2 separate regions of the Gossypium hirsutum genome follow, and region 2 is linked to region 1. Evidence: chromatin contacts called from public Hi-C data. All regions are on one chromosome and are shown on one strand. The core of a region is the stretch at or near the end of the contact, and the rest is flanking DNA. Distances in the headings are between cores, read along the strand shown. Region 1 has its middle 23 kb from the start of LOC121215025. Region 2 has its middle 13 kb from the start of LOC121214992.

The links. A called contact is a pair of places that touch in the nucleus more often than the background predicts.
Region 2: a Hi-C map of leaf shows a contact between it and region 1, with 1.9 times the contacts expected there. The contact joins two enhancer-like sites. A contact is called at or near these places in 2 of 34 Hi-C or Micro-C datasets (anther and leaf).

The regions. Positions count from the first base shown.
Region 1 is chrD02:45,669,854-45,673,320 of Gossypium_hirsutum_v2.1, reverse strand. It overlaps the pseudogene LOC107910151. Among protein-coding and RNA genes, the nearest start is that of LOC121215025, 23 kb to the left of the region's middle. Within about 2 kb of position 1,305, at least 7 of the 9 cell types and tissues checked have an H3K27ac peak or open chromatin away from gene starts, as enhancers often do. A contact at or near this core is called in leaf, where this site is marked.
Region 2 is chrD02:45,773,838-45,777,067 of Gossypium_hirsutum_v2.1, reverse strand. No RefSeq gene overlaps it. Among protein-coding and RNA genes, the nearest start is that of LOC121214992, 13 kb to the left of the region's middle. Within about 2 kb of position 1,252, at least 7 of the 9 cell types and tissues checked have an H3K27ac peak or open chromatin away from gene starts, as enhancers often do. A contact at or near this core is called in leaf, where this site is marked.

The DNA of each region.
Region 1 (3,467 bases), core at 56-2,555:
TCGAACAGAGGAAGAACATGTTGGACCTTGTAACCAAACTTGTCTGTTTGGTTATAGATAGGTATTATATTGTAAATTGAATAGTAGTTGCTCCGGTAAATTATGTGGCCTGTAACTCGGACTCGACGATTGGGTCGGGTATGGAGTGTTATAGATATGTTAGAGTGATAAAACCCCATCTGGATCTACTGATCGCCTTAAAATATTCGAACAGAGGAAGAACATGATATGGACCTTGTGACCAAACTTGTCTGGCAACAAACCCTCCATCCATCCAGAGCATCCAAGATCTGGCGTATCGATCCATCTCCTCCATAATTACATGCGGTGGAAGAGTTGTTTCCAACTATGTGAACTTTAACCGGCATCCGTTTAAATCTTTCTTCAATTTCTCCCTTAATAGCACAACACCTAACCGACGACACTAGTACTCTAAATTGATTGTACTAACTACAATTATCGCCTCATTATCGATTGGAATGTGTATTATTAAGGCAACATATTCAAGGGTGATGATCACTTCTTTGTTTGGAAAATGGTATGTAAATGTTTTCGGCCTCTATATTCCCACCAAGGCGACAACCGAATTCTAAATGATTTTCAAATTTGATGTTGCTGATGCCACATATAAATTGGCATCCTTCAAGCATTTTTCAATATAAGGATTGAGCTTTGAAAAATGAGATGGAGATTTCACTATATTAACAACGTACTTGGAAATGTGTATTGGCATTTCTCTTTGAAAAATAAGTACAAAAGAAAAAGTTGGGTTTCCTTAAGAGTTTTAGACCTTGGGAATCTTGGAAGATTTTGGGTGAGAAGAGAGGATGTGTGGATAGGGTTTTACAAGTGTAAGTCGCAAACCATACGAGTTGACTTCCATTGTTTTAAATTCAATTGATTTGACTAACGATTAAATAAATACATCTTAACGCTAAACTCGGCACCCCTGAACGTCAAGGTCCTTCGCATACACTTTGCAAAACTTTGCTACTAATGTGTGGATTATTGTGATGAATTGACATCACCTTGAACTTGATAGCGATGAGTGTTGAGTTAGTTCTAAAAAGAGTATTCTAAAAAGTTATTTTCCCTAAACTTAAAATAATAATATTAAAATTTATAATATAAATTCAATGAACCGAAATAAAAAAAATTTAATTTTTAATATTATTAAATAAAAATTTTAAAATCCAACATCGATATTACAAAATAATATTGTTAATAGAATAAAGATAAATAATAAATAAATTCTAAAATCTCCGTCCCTTCGTCATCCTTTACACCAGGAAAACTGAAAATGCAAGCTTGCAGATTCCAACTCCATTATCCTCAACCTGTGCTTAAACATCCGGCCACCACCCCACCCATACCCAAAGACGGCGGTCTTCTTTTCCGCCAAAAGCTCCTGTACCTCCAATCCTTAAACATCAATCCCCACAAAGCTCTCAACTTAAACCCTTCCCTCCGTTCAACCCCACTTTCCTCTCTCCTTTCCCTCGAACGCTCCCTCTCTCCGTCGGCCTCTCTCGCCCTTCCATCGGCCGTATCTTGGACATGTGCCCCCTCCTCCTTACCTCCGACCCTCTCCCTCCCGTTAACTTCCTCCTCCACGAAGTCCCCCTCCCTTTCCCTCACCTCCCTCTCTCCCTCACCCGTTGCCCTCGCCTCTTAGTCTCCTCCGTCCCCACCCAACTCCGCCCAACTCTCCGTTTCCTCACTTCCGTAGGCCTCGTCCTGAATTCCCATACTACCCTTCTCTTAGTTTCCGACGTGGAAAACACCTTGAAACCCAAAATTAACTTCCTTCAATCTCTGGGTTTTGACGAGCCGGAGGTGAACCGGATGGTGGTGAGATCACCCGGGCTGTTGACTTTGAGTGTGGAGAATAATATGAGTCCTAAAGCTGAGTTTTTCTTGGAGGAAATGGAAGGTGACTTGGAGGAATTGAAAAGATTTCCTCAGTATTTTTCGTTTAGTTTAGAGAAAAAAATTAAGCCGAGGCATAGAGCTTTAGTGGAATATGGGGTTCAAATTGCCGTTGTCAAAGGTGTTAAAGATTAGCGATGGAGAATTTAATGCTAGATTGATTAAGATGCGATTGCAAAGAGTTCATAGAGATAGCTTCTTTTTTCTAGATTTTACCTGTTCCTTTTGAGCAATTGTTGATATTTACTAGGTTTCCCATTGAAGAATGTGTATTTGTAACATAGTGACTTTAATTTTAAGCAGCCATGTGCAATTTAAAGATATTTCAGTCATTTGCTGATATGTGCTCTTTTTACTTTGTTTATTATGGTACACTGTCTATCACTCTTGTATCTTGTAGAGATTGCTCAGCCTAATATGTCCTAGGTCCCTTGGAATTTGAAATCCAAAATGGGATTGAAATGGTGGTTTACTTTGGTTCCAAAGGAGAAGCATATTGAAATGCAGTTATCATTTAGGAGACTGAAGTTTTTAATTTGTTTCAATTGCGTGCCAGATTTGTGATATTTACTGCTCTATGTTTTATAAATACAATGGTCTTGAGTCTAAGAGGGTTCTCAAAATTCTACTTTGATCATTTCCTTATCTCTTTTTATTCCCCGTCTCTTTAAATTCCACTGTTACTTGATCTTTATTTAATGATGTTGTTAATATGGTTGAAGCTAGCTATTAACACATCTTCCAAGCCATAAAAAGTGTGAGCTTAGAGATCAGTATGGCTAATTGTTTGGTTTCTGCTTCTTCATTTTATCATTGCTTGGAATTTTGACTCATACCATCGCAGTTCTTTCAATTATATATTTCAATAGCATTGAATCTGTTTGTGGTAAGGTGGCTTATGCTTTAATTTGTCAACTTGAGGAATTTAGCCTGCTGGAAATGCTAGAATGCTCTGCTATGATGATACTTAGACTTGAGGGATTACAAGGAAGCAATGTAGCTAAAATACAGTTCTTGAATAGGGTGAAATGGATTGAAAGTGCTGCTAATTATTTTCTGGAGTCCACAAGATCATGCTTGATACGATAATAACAAATCAGGACTTGCCTGTGGTTGTTACCCTCCAATGGAAGATCAATGTTCACAGTTTAGTTGTCCCCTCTCCTCTTGGCCTTGTTCGTATTCAGTAAAAACACCAAGGTACGGAGTTTTGCAACTGCACAATCAACAATCATCTCGAAATCATTTTAGCTGTTGTTGATTTTGCAGTCGCAGAACTCCGTACCTTGGCGCCTTGCCATATGATGGTTGCGATGTCTTTAAGACAAGGCATTTCAGAAAGTTGAATTTGAACAACCAACCCTGACATTTTGAGTGTTAATAAACAACTAGATACTGTATAAAACTTATAATAACATAAGCTGTCATGATATATGTTGTCTTTAAAGCTTTCTGCCATTAATATAACTGACTTGGCATCCATGGAAATTTGCCATTTCTCTTTGGAGTGTTTGGATCTGTGATCTTTCTTGTTTCAG
Region 2 (3,230 bases), core at 3-2,502, 100 kb before region 1:
GTGAATAAAAATTTTAGGGAAAAAGTGGGAGAGAGTAAAAATTTTGGGGGAAAATAAAAGGTTGTGAGGGTTTTGAGGAGTAAAATTTTGAGAAAAGTAAATGGGAGAATAAAATTTTGGTGGGAAATGGATTTTGAATAGATTGGGGGTTTGGGAGTGGAGGGGAATAAAAGTTTTGGGGGGAAAGTGGGAAGGAGTAAAAGTTTTGAGGGAAAAGTAAAAAGGTTTGGGAGTTTGGAGTAAAAATGTAAAATATTATAGTTTGATATTCGAATTATTCGAGTTATTCGAATTCGAAAACTCAACTCGATTCGAACTCGATTCGAACTCGAAATTCGAATAACTCGATTCGTTTAACTTGAAATTAGAATTTTTTTCAATTTTTTCGAGTCGGATCGAGTTTTGCTCACCCCTAACTTTTGCTCTACATTTATTAAGCAATGGAATGAAGGAATAGATTAATGTTTAATCTAATATAATGATTAAATAATGGAATGAGGGGATAGAATATTAAATAAATAACTTGTTGGGTTTAATTTGGGGGAATTAATTTTAAACTTGATTGGATATATAATATGGATTAAAATATTGCACTCCCATCTTCATGTTTAGATCTTTATCCCTAAATCAAAGAATTATTTAGAAAAGGCAACTTTCTTGGGCAAATTTCATATATAGGAAATGTTATTTTTCAGTAGAATGAAATACTTCTCGTTTGGTGTGCTAATCAGAGAGTAGTTGTAGTAAAATGGGGAACTGACATTACAGGGCTATTAACTTTCGATCCAATGGGCCCAGACTGGAACACAAACCTAAACCAACAACAGTTTCGGCCCATGATTGTGGTCTGAAAACCTAGCCCTGTAATGAGTAAATATTGGGGACAGGAAAGGAAATCATATCTTCCTAGTACTAATAAATAGAAATGTTCCTTGATGGGAGTTGGAGATGAGTCCCCATCCAGGACTTAAATGTCTATACCTCTCCTCACGCAAATTGCTTCCCAAGTCCTCCAACATCAACTTTCCCTCTTTTTCTTTCTAAATTTAAAAATGTAATTAATGGAGTAAATAAATATTTTTGTTCAAGGTGTCATAAATAAGTCCAAAGCGGGAGATATAGCAATATCGGTCGCCCACAAAGTACAAACCAAAATGTAAATCTGTTGCAAAGACTGCAGTGAAGGGTAGTTGTCAATACCCATGTGATTGGGTGAGGCTCATCGACTTAGCTTCACATTTCCCTAGCCTTTGAAAAAAATTTACTACGCCTCTTATCCTCGACGGAACACAGTTTTGAGTTGAATGTAGGGGACCATGGTTTCATACGGTCTCGTTGGCATTGCCCCGGACAATTCCATATTGGCGACCGACCTCAACTATGGCACAACTCGGTTCCTCCCATGGGTTTTTTTATGTTAGCCACTTGTTTTGCAATTGGAACATGACTAGGGTTCACCTTCCCCACTTGCCCCATGTCATTCTCTTTCGAAATCCCAGAAAGATATAATTCCCCACTTCTCATTGGCCTAATCATTGAATCTGAATAAAGATACAAAATGGATGAAAGTATCCTCTCCAAATTTAATTCAATTTGTTGATACCGTCACCCAAAATGTATTCTGTTATGGAAGCATAGAGTGTGATGTTGGAGGGCAGTCACGTGCCTAAACTGCCTTACCCTTGATGACAAATGTCAAATACTTGCACGCTTATTTGATTATATATATTAGCATGTGATAGGGATTGCTCATCATATGGAATTGATTTGTGAGAAAAGCAAATATATACAGAATTTTCCTCAACTTGCATTGCTGAAGCAACATGGGATAACACAAACCCAATACCAAGTTTGAATTCAAATGGGCTTTCTCCTACATCCCATGTGATGGAGGATCCATCATCAAATCTGTGTGTACCTTGTCAACACACACCAAGGGAAGTTAAGTCGTAATCAAGACAGGAAATGGTACCCAAACAGCTCAAACATGTTGGCCCCCGACATGTAATTAATTCTGTTCCCAAGCAAAATAATCGTCGCAGCAGGCATTATTCAAACTGCTGATTTAGGGCCTGCTAAAACTGAAGTATTGATGTGGGTTTTGCTTTGTCTAACCTTTCCTTTATGACCTAATTGTGATGAAGAACTGGATTTAATGTAGCTACCGGTTCTTTTTAGACGTTGCTTCAACAATTTTAACAAGACGGTAATGAAGAACCCCTTCGTCAACCAAAACATATATTGGTTGACAACAATTTGTTCGTTATTTAACAAGTTAGAACCAAAATAGATCTAACTGTCAAATTCAAGTACCAAAGTGAATAAAAAATATACAGATACAAAATGGATTTAATTGTCAAATTCATGTATTTGACCCTATCTGAAATTTTAATATCAATTTCTTATGACAAATGGCATATGGTACATTTTCCTTGTGATTAAACTTTAAACATAATAAAATAAAGGGTAAATTATACCCAGAGTTACTAAACTATTAGTCATTTAACTTCAAAAAGTTACAAAATGGTCATTCAACCATTCGAAAGTTTTCATTTAAGCCACTGAGTTATTAATTTTATTTTTTTAAGTTAGGCTAGTGAGCTCCAAGCGATGATTCTATGATCGATATGGTGGATCAGTTGTAACAGCCCAATTTTCAGTAGTGTCAGAACAGTGATTTGAGATCACTAAATTCGATGAAGAAGTTAGAAATATTTTTGAATTAGTGAATTTTGTGATTTAAAAGAAATTATTAGGTAAATTGGGTCGAAAACGAGGTATCGAGACCTCGATATTATAAACTGAGCCGTAAATATTTTTATAAATATTTACGGAGTGTCAATAGGATAATATTAAAGTTTCGTTAAGAAATTTTAATGTTTCGATAGTTAATTATGAAAAAGGATTAAATTGCAATAGGGATAAAAGTTTAATTATAGATTAAAGAAAAGTTAAAAGGACCAAATAGGCAATTATGCCTTTTTCCAAAGTTGAGGCGGCATAAGTATAAAAATCTGAGATTTTTATGTGTTAAAAAAATATTATATTATAGTAATGATTATGTTTTTATATTATATTATCATTAATATATTATATTATATTATATATATACATAAAACAAAAGAAAGAATAGAAGAGACGAAACAGAGAAAGAAACAGAGAGCAAAACGGGCAGAGAAGGAAGGAAAGAAAGAAAGAAAGAAAGAAAAAGAAAAAGGGAAATTTAAGGT